2 separate regions of the Sus scrofa genome follow, and region 1 is linked to region 2. A link is a contact called in public HiChIP or PLAC-seq data. All regions are on one chromosome and are shown on one strand. Each heading gives the region's core, a stretch centred on a gene start, on an enhancer-like site or on the middle of the called end of the contact. The rest is flanking DNA. Distances are from core to core; before and after follow the strand shown.

What was found. HiChIP or PLAC-seq counts read pairs in DNA pulled down with a chosen protein or histone mark.
Region 1: a contact with region 2 is called in an H3K27ac HiChIP or PLAC-seq map of skeletal muscle. The contact joins two enhancer-like sites. A contact is called at or near these places in 2 of 47 Hi-C or Micro-C datasets (both in skeletal muscle) and 1 of 2 datasets of contacts at active chromatin or transcription factors (skeletal muscle).

Annotation. Positions count from the first base shown.
Region 1 is chr9:37,266,961-37,272,335 of Sscrofa11.1, reverse strand. No RefSeq gene overlaps it. Among named protein-coding and RNA genes, the nearest start is that of C9H11orf87, 28 kb to the left of the region's middle. Within about 2 kb of position 2,810, at least 2 of the 83 cell types and tissues checked have an H3K27ac peak or open chromatin away from gene starts, as enhancers often do. A contact at or near this core is called in skeletal muscle, where this site is marked.
Region 2 is chr9:37,130,296-37,135,877 of Sscrofa11.1, reverse strand. The region is part of intron 13 of DDX10 (probable ATP-dependent RNA helicase DDX10); the gene reads right to left. Among named protein-coding and RNA genes, the nearest start is that of DDX10, 130 kb to the right of the region's middle. Within about 2 kb of position 2,172, at least 1 of the 83 cell types and tissues checked has an H3K27ac peak or open chromatin away from gene starts, as enhancers often do. A contact at or near this core is called in skeletal muscle, where this site is marked.

The DNA of each region.
Region 1 (5,375 bases), core at 1,561-4,060, 140 kb before region 2:
GGAAGGAATCAATAGTAGACTAAATGACTCAGAAATGGATCCGTGAGCTGGAAGACAGAGTAGTAGAAATCATTACCATTGAAAAGAAAAAAGAATGAAAAGAAATGAGGACAGTGGGGTTTTTTGTTTTGTTTTTTTTTTTGCATATAGAAATTCCCAGGCTAGGGGTAGGGGTCTAATCAGAGCTATAGCTGCTGGCCTACACCACAACCACAGCAACTCGGGATTCCAGCCACGTCTGCAACCTACACAACAGCTCACAGCCAATGCCAGATCCTTAACCCATTGAGGAAGGCCTGGGATCAAACCTGCGTCCTCAAGGATACTAGTCAGGTTCGCTAACCACTGAGCCACAACAGAAACTCCTAGGACAGGTTAAGAGACCTTTGCAACAACATCAAGTGCACTAATATTTGGATTATAAGGGTTCCAGAAAGAAAAGAGAGAAAGGGCTTGAGAAAATATTTGAAGAGATATTACTCAACAATAAAAAAAAAGGATGAAATAATGCTACTTGCAGCAACATGAATGGACCTAGATATTATCATACCCATCGAAGTAAGTCAGACAGAGAAGTAAAACTACCATATGGGATCACGTCTATGTGGAATCTAAAAAAATGAAAAAATGCTGCTCACTTGCTCCATCTCCATACCCTGCTGTTTTTTCTTCATAACACTTATCCTTTTTTTTTGTTTGCTTGTTTTTGTTTTTGTCTTTTTTGGGGTCGTTACCACTGAGCCACGATGGGAACTCCCTGACAGCGTTTTATATGCCATTTTGCTCCTTGTCCATCCTTGCTCTGTGTCTATTCTTAGAACAGTGAGTGGTGCTCAGTAGTTGTTGAAGGGGCAAAGTCTAAGGGTCTCTCCTCTTTTCCCACAAAGAGGTTCTACATTTATACCCTGCATCTCTGCCAGTGTCTTCTCTTGGCCCTTTCACTTCTCCACCTTGCTCTGCATCCTGGGAGACTGTACACACGGCGTCAAATTGGAGCTACAGCTGCCAGCCTATGCCAGAGCCACAGCAATGCCAGATCTGAACCTCGTCTGCGAGCTACACCATAGCTCACGGCAACACCAGATCCTTAACCCGCTTATCGAGGCCAGGGATCAAACCCACCATCCTCATGGTTCCTAGTCGGGTTCATTAACCATTGAGCCATGAAGGGGACTCCTGCAGTTACATCTTTGGGCACCTTGCTTTCTGACTTTGGCTGGGGCCAGTTGTGACCACTGGCAGGAGAATGAGGTCAGGTCACGGAGTTTATTTTCTTGCCAGTTCCCTGTGGTTACCTCAGGTTTCACATCTATCAACTGAAGGTCAAAAATCAGCTGTCTCTCCTTCCCTTCTCTCTGCTCAGCCCTTTGGGGAGAGGAGTGATAACATTTCTATTACTAGTCTCTGGTAGACTAACTATCCTTTTGTGGTTTCCTTACACCCTGCTCTGGCCTATGTAAATCATCCTTTTATTAAATCCCCTTAGAGTGATCCTAATTTGCGTGTGCCATCTGTTTCCTGCTGGGACTCTGACAGGGTCCCTATTTGTAAATAATGATTTTAATAACTCTCTGAATCCCATTAGTGCCTTGACACTCAAATGTGGCTGTGGCCAGCAGCATGCCATCACCTGGGAGCTTCTAAGATATGCAGAATCTCAGTGCTCACCCCAGACCTACCAATCCAGGATTAGCACTTTTTTTTTTTTTTTTTTTTTTTTTTGTCTTTTTGTTGTTGTTGTTGTTGTTGCTATTTCTTGGGCCGCTCCCTCGGCACATGGAGGTTCCCAGGCTAGGGGTCCAATCGGAGCTGTAGCCACCGGCCTACGCCAGAGGCACAGCAACGCAGGATCCGAGCTGCGTCTGCAACCTACACCACAGCTCACGGCAATGCCGCATCGTTAACCCACTGAGCAAGGGCAGGGACCGAACCCGCAACCTCATGGTTCCTAGTCGGATTCGTTAACCACTGTGCCACGACAGGAACTCCCAGGATTAGCACTTTTAAAAGATCCCCTGGCAATTCCTATGCACATTAAAGTCTAAACATTAAAGTATCTGAATTTTACTTAAGCTTTTTGGGTACAAAAATCCCAAAGACTCACTCAGACTAGCTCAGGCAATGGGGTCTTACACCCCTGGTAGTGAAGGAGACCGACTCTTACAGAAATCTAAGACTAGGACCCAGGATAAGGTGAAGGTGCTTGGAGACAGGAGCCGGGAGGTCCAGATGGATCTCAGAAGCTCAACAAGGGGAATCTGCGAGGCTTTGCTGCTCTGGCCTGGATGCACCACTCTGTATGTACTTGCTTCAAATGTCTTGATCGGTTGAATCCCTCACCATTTACTCTTGATCTTTCGCCAGAGTTCTTTTCCACTTACAGCTTTGCCTAACTTCTAATCTGAGTTCACTTATGCCCATGATATGCTCTTGGTCTGCCTCATAACCTTATTTTGCTGATTACCTACATTTCAGTTTCAGAGAATAAGAACATTATTTGCCCAATTTGTCCCTGTTTGGGCAGAGTTTTTTGCACCATCCTCTCTCCCAGACTAATGGCTAGGCTTTGGGTTAGCTGCCAATTCCTGATTCAGCAGGCACTGGGTAATAGGGTATAAAACATATAGCACTCTGCCCTGGGCTGTCTGAGCAGCAGGTGCTATGGAAGAAACTCACACTATGATTACATGTCTAGTGAAAATGGTCTTAAAAAAAATATGAAGCAGGGTTTTCAAAATCTTGGTTGCTGGCTTCCCCCCTTTAGATCCCTCTCTCTCCACCTGCCCACCTTCCTCCCCACGCTTCCCAGGAACATCTGCATCCTCTGGCAGACTCTGAGAGCCAGGGAGATGACTTTTCATGTTCAGGGGATTTCAAGTGTTGTATAACAAAATTAATTACATTTAATTAAACTTATCCATTTTTTATAGCTCCAAACCAATCTAAAATGCCATGTTAAGCTTATGAGATGGCAATCCTCCAAAGGACTCTGCTGCTGGGTGTATCCGCTTGCAGGGACTTACGCGTCTTAGGGATCATTTTACGTGAGCGAGTCTGATGAATGGCCTCTCGCCCTCAGCTAAGCATCGAGCAAGGATTAGCTTCTGGTCCTAGGCCAAGACACTACCCCTGGCCTCCCTCCTTCCTGCACTCCAGCAACAGCTTTCTCACTCACACAAAAATCTTCCTTTTCCTGCCTGCTCTCTTTACAATGCACTAAAATTAGGAATTTGCTTCTCTCTTCCCCCCAGTACATGACAGCAGGGGAGGGGACTGTTGCATTTTTCACGAGTATGCGTGCAGGGCTGGCGTGCGGTATTTGCTGAATGAACACTTTTTGAATGACTGAATGAATGTTGCTGCTCAATGGTTAAGTGCTTCCTCACTTTTTCCTGTGAAGAACCCCAAGTCTCAGTGGATTTTCCTGCTCCCCAAGATTTGGAGATGGCTGTAGGTCTGTTTCACACTTCTCACCTGGTGCCCAGCTGGAAGCAGTGTCTCCTCTCTTGTCCATGCTGGAAGGCAGGCGTGCAAGAGGGCTGATGGAAGCATCAGAGCACCTTAAAGCCTCTGCTTCTAAGGGGCAGTCCCTTGCACTGCACTCCAACTCCGCGGGCTGGAGTCAGTCCCTCAGCCGAGCCCAAAGGAGCAGAGTGGGAACATCATGCTTCTCCAAGGAAAGGAGGGGCTGGGTGCTTTCTGCTGAATAACAACAACCAAGCTTTCTATCAGCGCTTCCGGTCTTCTAATTCTTTTTCAAATCAGCAAACTAAAACCCTCGATAGTAGAGGGGATCCATTCAGTTCTGGGAATACAACAGAATTCAAAGTAGTTTATACAAAAAAAAAAAAAAAAAAAAAAAAAGGGCTTACTGACCCACAGCTGGGAAGTACAAGTAGATTCAGTTGAGGCCAAAGGGCTCAAACAATGCCACCAAAGCTCTTTCTCCATCTCTCCACTCTGCTCACTTCAGTGTGTTGGCCTTATTCTCCCCAACCTCCGAGAGGGGGCCTCCATTTAACCAGGAGAAATGGCTGCCAAAGGCCCCAGATCCACATCCTCCCCCTTTTTTAGAAATTTCCCAGGGGTAAGGAATTTTTCTTTCATAGTCTGCATTTCACTCTCAAGGAAGGAGTTATTCTGTCCCTTTCTGACATATCTCCATCTCTGGGCCAATCCCTGTGTCCAAGAAGTGGGCTAACTTGGCTGTGCCATCCTGCCTCCACCACAGCCAAAACAGTAACTAATTTAGTCTATTGAAATATAGATTTGTTGGGAGTTCCCGTTGTAATGCAGCAGAAATGAATCTGACTAGGATGCATGGCCTCACTCAGTGAGGGGATCTGGTGTTGCCATGAACTGTGGTGTAGGTCACCCATGTGGCTTGGAGCTGGTGGTGCTGTGGCTGTGGTATAGGCCAGCAGCTGCAGCTCTGAATCAATCCCTAGCCTGGGAACTTCCCTGTGCCTCAGGTGCAGCTTTAAAAAGCAAAAAAGGAAAAGATTTGTTATGTGAGTTTTCCATCAGCACCATTCTGATGTTTGAAATTCCCAACAATGTATATATTAGTCAGGATCCAACCAGGTCCAGGGACAAAATACGACTCAAACTAGTTTATAAACCAAAGGTGTTACAGAATATTTATTCAGTGTTTACCTATATAGAGTAAAATAAGTAAATATTCCTTATTTGGGTTAGAAAAAACCAAAATCTAATTTACTGCATAGTGTGAATTCAATGGTAAATCTTTAGTTTATATACTCTTGCCTCTTTTCGTCTTTTGAAAATATTTAAGACATCCTGTACCAGAAACTTTAATTTCAAAATCTTCCCAGGTTGTTATACCCCAAATTCCTTTCCCATCTATTTTCTCCATTATAGTCATCCTTGCTCATTACACTCATTTCATCCAGTTCTCATCTCTATCATTCTACATCCTTCCCACTAGAGATAACAGAGCCATGCACTACAACACACCTTTAAAAATCATCTTGGTTTATTACTCTCCACTCATTAATTCAATACATCTTTACTGAACCCATTATAGGCAGTTGCTGTGTTTGGCTCTGGGGACACATAGGTTAGACAAAACACAGTCCTTCTGCTCTCAAGAAATCTGACATGTCATGGGGGCAACCAGGCTTATAAACAAATGTCTGCAATACAACATAATAAGCTCTGCAACAAAAGTGAGAAACATGCTCAGATCAGTGCTATGAAGAGACTTCTGACCACGTGGAAGGTTGGGCTAGACAAGTGTGAGGCAGGAAGCACTATGACCAAATAGGAAGTCACTGCAGAAATCTGAGCAGGTTGTGATGAGCATCTGAACTCTGAAGATAGAGAAGAAACAATGGAGACAAGGGAGTCACCGT
Region 2 (5,582 bases), core at 923-3,422:
TTCAAATAGAATAAAGGCGCACATTAAATCAGATCAAAAGACAGACATCGATAAATGATGTTGGAACAACTGAATAGCTATCTAGAAAAAATAAAGTTTATTTTTTCAACACTTTCATGCTTTACAAAAGAATAAATTCCAAGTGGATCAAAAACTTACATGCACAAGAACTTTAACATGTAACTCGGAAGTCAAAAAAGACCAAACTGGCAGATTCAACTACATAAAAACATTTAAAACATAATCCAAAGTCAGTAAAACGAAAGACAATCTAATCTGGAAAACAAAAACAAACCAAGAACAAAAACAGCGAACTACTTACAATTCATTAGATCCAAGCAAAGGTCTAATTTTCCTAATATACAAAGAGAAAGAAAAAAAGACCAAAAGCCAAATAAGGCAAAATATATGGATAGTTCCCAGAAAATGTAATACAAATGGTTCATTCATGATATGAAAAACATACATAAAAAGTTCATAGAGATAACCATTTCCCTTCTATGTAACTTGGAAAGATCAAATATTTGAAAAGATGCTGTGTTAGGAGAAAAAGTGGTACCATGTATTATGAATAGAAAATGTGAAATAGCCCAAATTACAATATCTATTAAAATTCTAAATTCACAGATCCTTTGATTTAGTCGTTTCACCTAGGAATTTATTCCATAGTATATGTTTAAATGAAGAGAAATACTTAAATATTCTCAGTATTAGTAAGGAAGAAAATAAATATGGTTTTGCCTGGTTATCTGTTTCCAAAAACATATTATCAATTTTATAACAACTTAAGAAAAACCCAGGAAATCTGTTCATAAACAGAGCAAATGTCTGTTTATGGCATTTTATATCATTATATAAAATGAATTTTTATCATTATAATTTTAGAAATATTCATTTTACATCTTTCCACATATGCTATAGTCCATTTAGTCAATAGTTACTGAAGAACATATACAAGGAAATAAAGGGTGGTAATATCTAAGAACTATAAAAATATAACTCCATGTGGACTATTCTAACATAAATATACTTATTTATAAATCAATGTAAGTAATAAGTTGACATGTCTATTACATAAAAAAATCTATGAAGTACTTAAATTCTCCTTCACATGCAGCTTTTTAAGAGAGATAACACAATAAAAAGGAGTATTCAGAGAGTTTACTTTTGAAAAACAAAAATCAATTGAAAACAGGGATGGGTAATTAATTGGCTATAACAGGATATTAACCACAGCAAGATTTGATGATATGTGGCAAAAAAAAAAGCTCATTAAATATCCGTGTACTAGTGATTTACTTAACAAATCCTGAGAGATAAGTGGATTTTTTAAAACCATCTTATTTATTGATTTTGTTTTCCATTGCTCAAACCATATCTAGTGTGTTAGGCAAAGCCGCTTTCAACAAGGAAATTAATGAGCAGGTTGGTTGCAGCCATCACTGCAAAATGATCAATAATTTTACCAGAAAAATAGGAATGTAGTAATGTCTACATTTACATTTGGTACCAGTAAAAATAAATTTTAGAATAAGTGAACCTTAACAAAAACCATGAAGATCTTACACAATTAAAATATATACATGAAGAGTACAGCAACCATCCATCAAAAATGGTCAGTCATTAATTACTGGTTCTCCCTCTCTCTAGAGAGAGCACCAATAATTAATTTACAGTTAATAATTCACATTTACAATTAATTTCCCCTTCAGAATTACCCTTTGCTCTATTTGTCCCAACTAACTAAAATTCAATGGATCACTTGTCATTTCTAGGGTATAAAGGCAATGGGGAACTGGTGGACAGTTAATGAGAAAATATAACTGGGTGCTAAATTGAGCCAGACTGACTTCTGAGGATTCTTTCCCCCTCACTTCCAGAGAAAGCTCATTCTATCGCTTGCCTTTAAACAAATATCTCTAACGCAATGTCAATAATATGTCTTAAGACTTTTGTTTGTTTGTTTTGAACAAAAGACAGTACACAGTTACATTATAAAATAACATTTAAATTTAATTATGTGCTATATGTCAGATCATGGTGGAAGACAGTGACTAACTTTTTAGTTTGTTTCCTTTTAAAAAATAAATCTTAAGGGATTGGGGGGCAGGTAAAATCAGAGAAAGTTCAGAAAGGAAGTAGCATTAAGGGCTCCTTTCCAGAATATCCTTCCTTACCCTCTATAATTTTAAAAGTCCAGCCATGAATCTGTCTCTTCCTCAACCCAACAGGCTGATCTTTAATCAACTCCTACTACTGTAAAATTTAGCCCTGAATTTTATAAGGTCTTGTATCACTTGATAGATTTTACACATACTACCTATCTCCACAGTATAACTGTGTGAAGTGTGACAGGTGAAACATGCATCTAGCTGCAGCCACAGCCGCCACCACCATCTCAGTACTGGGCACACTGCCTAGTACAAAAAGATGCCGAGGTAACACATAGTGTATCAAATGACCAACTACTAACATAGTCAACAAAATCTATGATCTCTTGCAGGAGGTGAACAGATACAAATACCATGTAAAATGTATTTGATTTATCTTTTTGTAGGAAGTGAACAAAACAGACAAAAACATCCCCCTAAAAGAGTTTACAGTCCATTGGAGATAGACAAGGAGTAATGACTAGAAGGTAAGTGCAAGAGGAAAAAATACACAGCAGGGACAGGAGGAGCAGCTGGCGTGTGGTACGTGTGTTTGAGGGAGGTGGGGATCAGGGGTGTTGGCACTGTTAAAATTCCCAGAGTGTCAAGTCTAGCCATGCACTGGGGTGTGTGTGTGCGTGTACACTTGTACACGCACATTATCACTCAAACGTGAGAAAAATTCAAAATAAAGTACAGATTCCATGGAAAAATAAAAGTTTATACTTGAGAATACATACTTCAGTTGGAGCTTTCTTTCTAAATTAGATACACTGAAAGAGTGCTGCTGGCAAAAAAATCATTTGTTTGAAAAGAAAGAAAAAGTAGAAGAAAATGAAATAAGCAGCCAAAAGAAAAAGTTGCTTGGAGACAGCCTGTGTCTGTAACAGCAGAGTATCAGTTCTACAGAATAAATTTAAATCTGATTGACTTTTCTGAGAACTATGTTTTTCACTTTTCTTATGTCAGATTTATAAAAATGATACAGACATTAATTTTATAGATTGCCTCTGCTGACAGTACTTAGGAGCTGTATCTATATCCAAGTTTGAGGGAGTGATATAATTAAATTTCAAATCTAGAAAAATAAATTCATGAGACAAGTATCCTGCGTTGGCACTTTCTTGTTCAAAAATCCGCTCTGTTAATAAGAGAGGAGAGTAATTTTCATTAAAGTGTGCCTATAAAAATAAAAGCACATAGCTGTCTCTTTCCACGCAATGTAAGCAACTAACTCTAGGAATCTTTTAATTATCTTTAAAAAAAAAATCTCAGAGAGTTTCAGAAAATTGCAAAAGAAAAACAACTTATTCTAAGCATGACAGAACAAGACTTGAATAGCATATCCCTAAAGAGAAATAACATGCTGCTGTCTTATAAATTTTGTGCAAGAAATCAGATGCTTCTTCTGATACATAAACAAAAATGAACTAGTGAAAATTTAAAAGACTGCTTTAAAGAAGAAAAAAATTTTGTTATCTTTCTAGTAACAGTACCATTGGATTTAGTGCATTCTAAAGCATATAAATGTGCGATTATTTGGATGCTGCAGACTTATCCACACACATTTATGAGTTTTCTGAAGAGAGCAGTGATGGGGTTCCACTTGACAGCCACAATGGGCCACAGAGTACTCAACACACTGATCCTAATTTTTTTGTTTTGTTTTGTTTTGACTATACACACACCCACTAAAACAGTGCTGTGTTGAGAATTTCTGTAATTTTCTTTTTCAAGCTTCCTATAGCTCCATTTTAACTGTTTATCTTTGAATAATATGACTCCAAAAATCACCAATCTACTATTAATGATGATAAAAGAATGCTGATAGTTGATCGCATGTATTGGTTAGCAGCCCAGGCTTAGTAAAAAGGACCTGGATCTGAATTCTAACTTTGCTATTTACTAGTTTTTTTTTGGGGGGGGGGGGCTGGAGGCGGCGTTGTTGGTCATGCCCACAGGATGCAGAAGTTCCCAGGCCAGGCATCAAACCCACACCACAGCAGCAACCCCAGCCAAAGAAGTAACATGCTGAGCCACCAGGGAACTCCCTGCTGTGTTTTTATTAGTACTGTTAGTACATTAAAATAATCCTCAAAATTTTCATGAGGAAAAGGGTTTTTAGGGTTGGATGCATCAGAAAGGGGTTAGAAGAGCATGGAGACTGAATTCAGGCAGGAGAAAGTGGGAGCTGACTTAATATCATACCAATCAAACACAGAAGTAATGCTACTTCACATCTGTACCATACAGGCTATATAAATATTACCATTTATGCTTTTATCTGATTTTTACAACAGAGTATAAGAGAAAACCAGGCTATAAGAAGTTAAGAACAAATTTAGGAAACAGAATGTTGTTGTCTAGAACATTCAGGATTCACAGATCTTCTGAACATGAGTCCCCGCAGGATACATGGTTTTCCCTATATACGCCAACCGAGCTCCTCCAATCTCGGAATGGTTCAACACTTCACCAATTCAGACACTTTGAAAATATATTTCCAATCAAGCTCAAAAAAGAAAAGCACATTTATTTCAAGCTTTAAGGAGAGAAGACAAGCCAAGAGAACAGAAACCTACAGATTCTATGGCAGTTTACAAAATAGTGAATGTGTCCTTTGAATTTATTGGCAAGGAGTTCCTGCTGAGGTGCAAAGGGATGGGCGGCATCTTGGGAGCACTGGGACGCAATTTTGATCCCGGCCCAGCACAGTGGGTTAAGGATCCGGCATTGCCACAGCTGTGGCTTAGGGCACGACTGTGGCTTGGATCTGATACCTGGCCTGGGAACTCCATATACCATGGAGCAGCCAAAAATAAAATTTAAAAATCTAAACACAAAATTTTCACAGGTTAGGCAGATAAGGAGAGGTGAAGATAAACCCATCGTTTTATTCTCATATTATTAGAAAACTATAGTTTAAATATCTGCTTGATTAAAGTTAAAATAATCACACTCTGACACTCAGAGAAACTATTCAGACTTTCCTAAGTACATAATCTAACAACAAGAAGTCTTTTCCATGAAAAGACGCTGCACTGTCACCATCCTTCTGGGTCTGGGAGAGAACTGATAGGTCAGCACAGTCTGGTTCTGCCAATTCAAAGGATTATATTCCTTTGTTCTTAATGAACAGAGCCTGACAAAATGACATCAAATAACAACCAATATCTATTTCCATCTCCACATATTGGGTAGATAGGGATGCAAAAAGAATGGAGGGAATTACTTTACCACCTGGATGAGAGATCAATTCATAGAGCAAACACTCAAGGGGTAAGAATAATAATGCATAGTCAAAATTAGCATCAACTGAGAAAATAGGAGTAGATAACACACAAATTATAAATACTACAAAAGCAACATTATTATTCAAATAAATGGTTTAACCATATTTTCGCCTAATAAAATTAGGCAAAAGCATCCTCT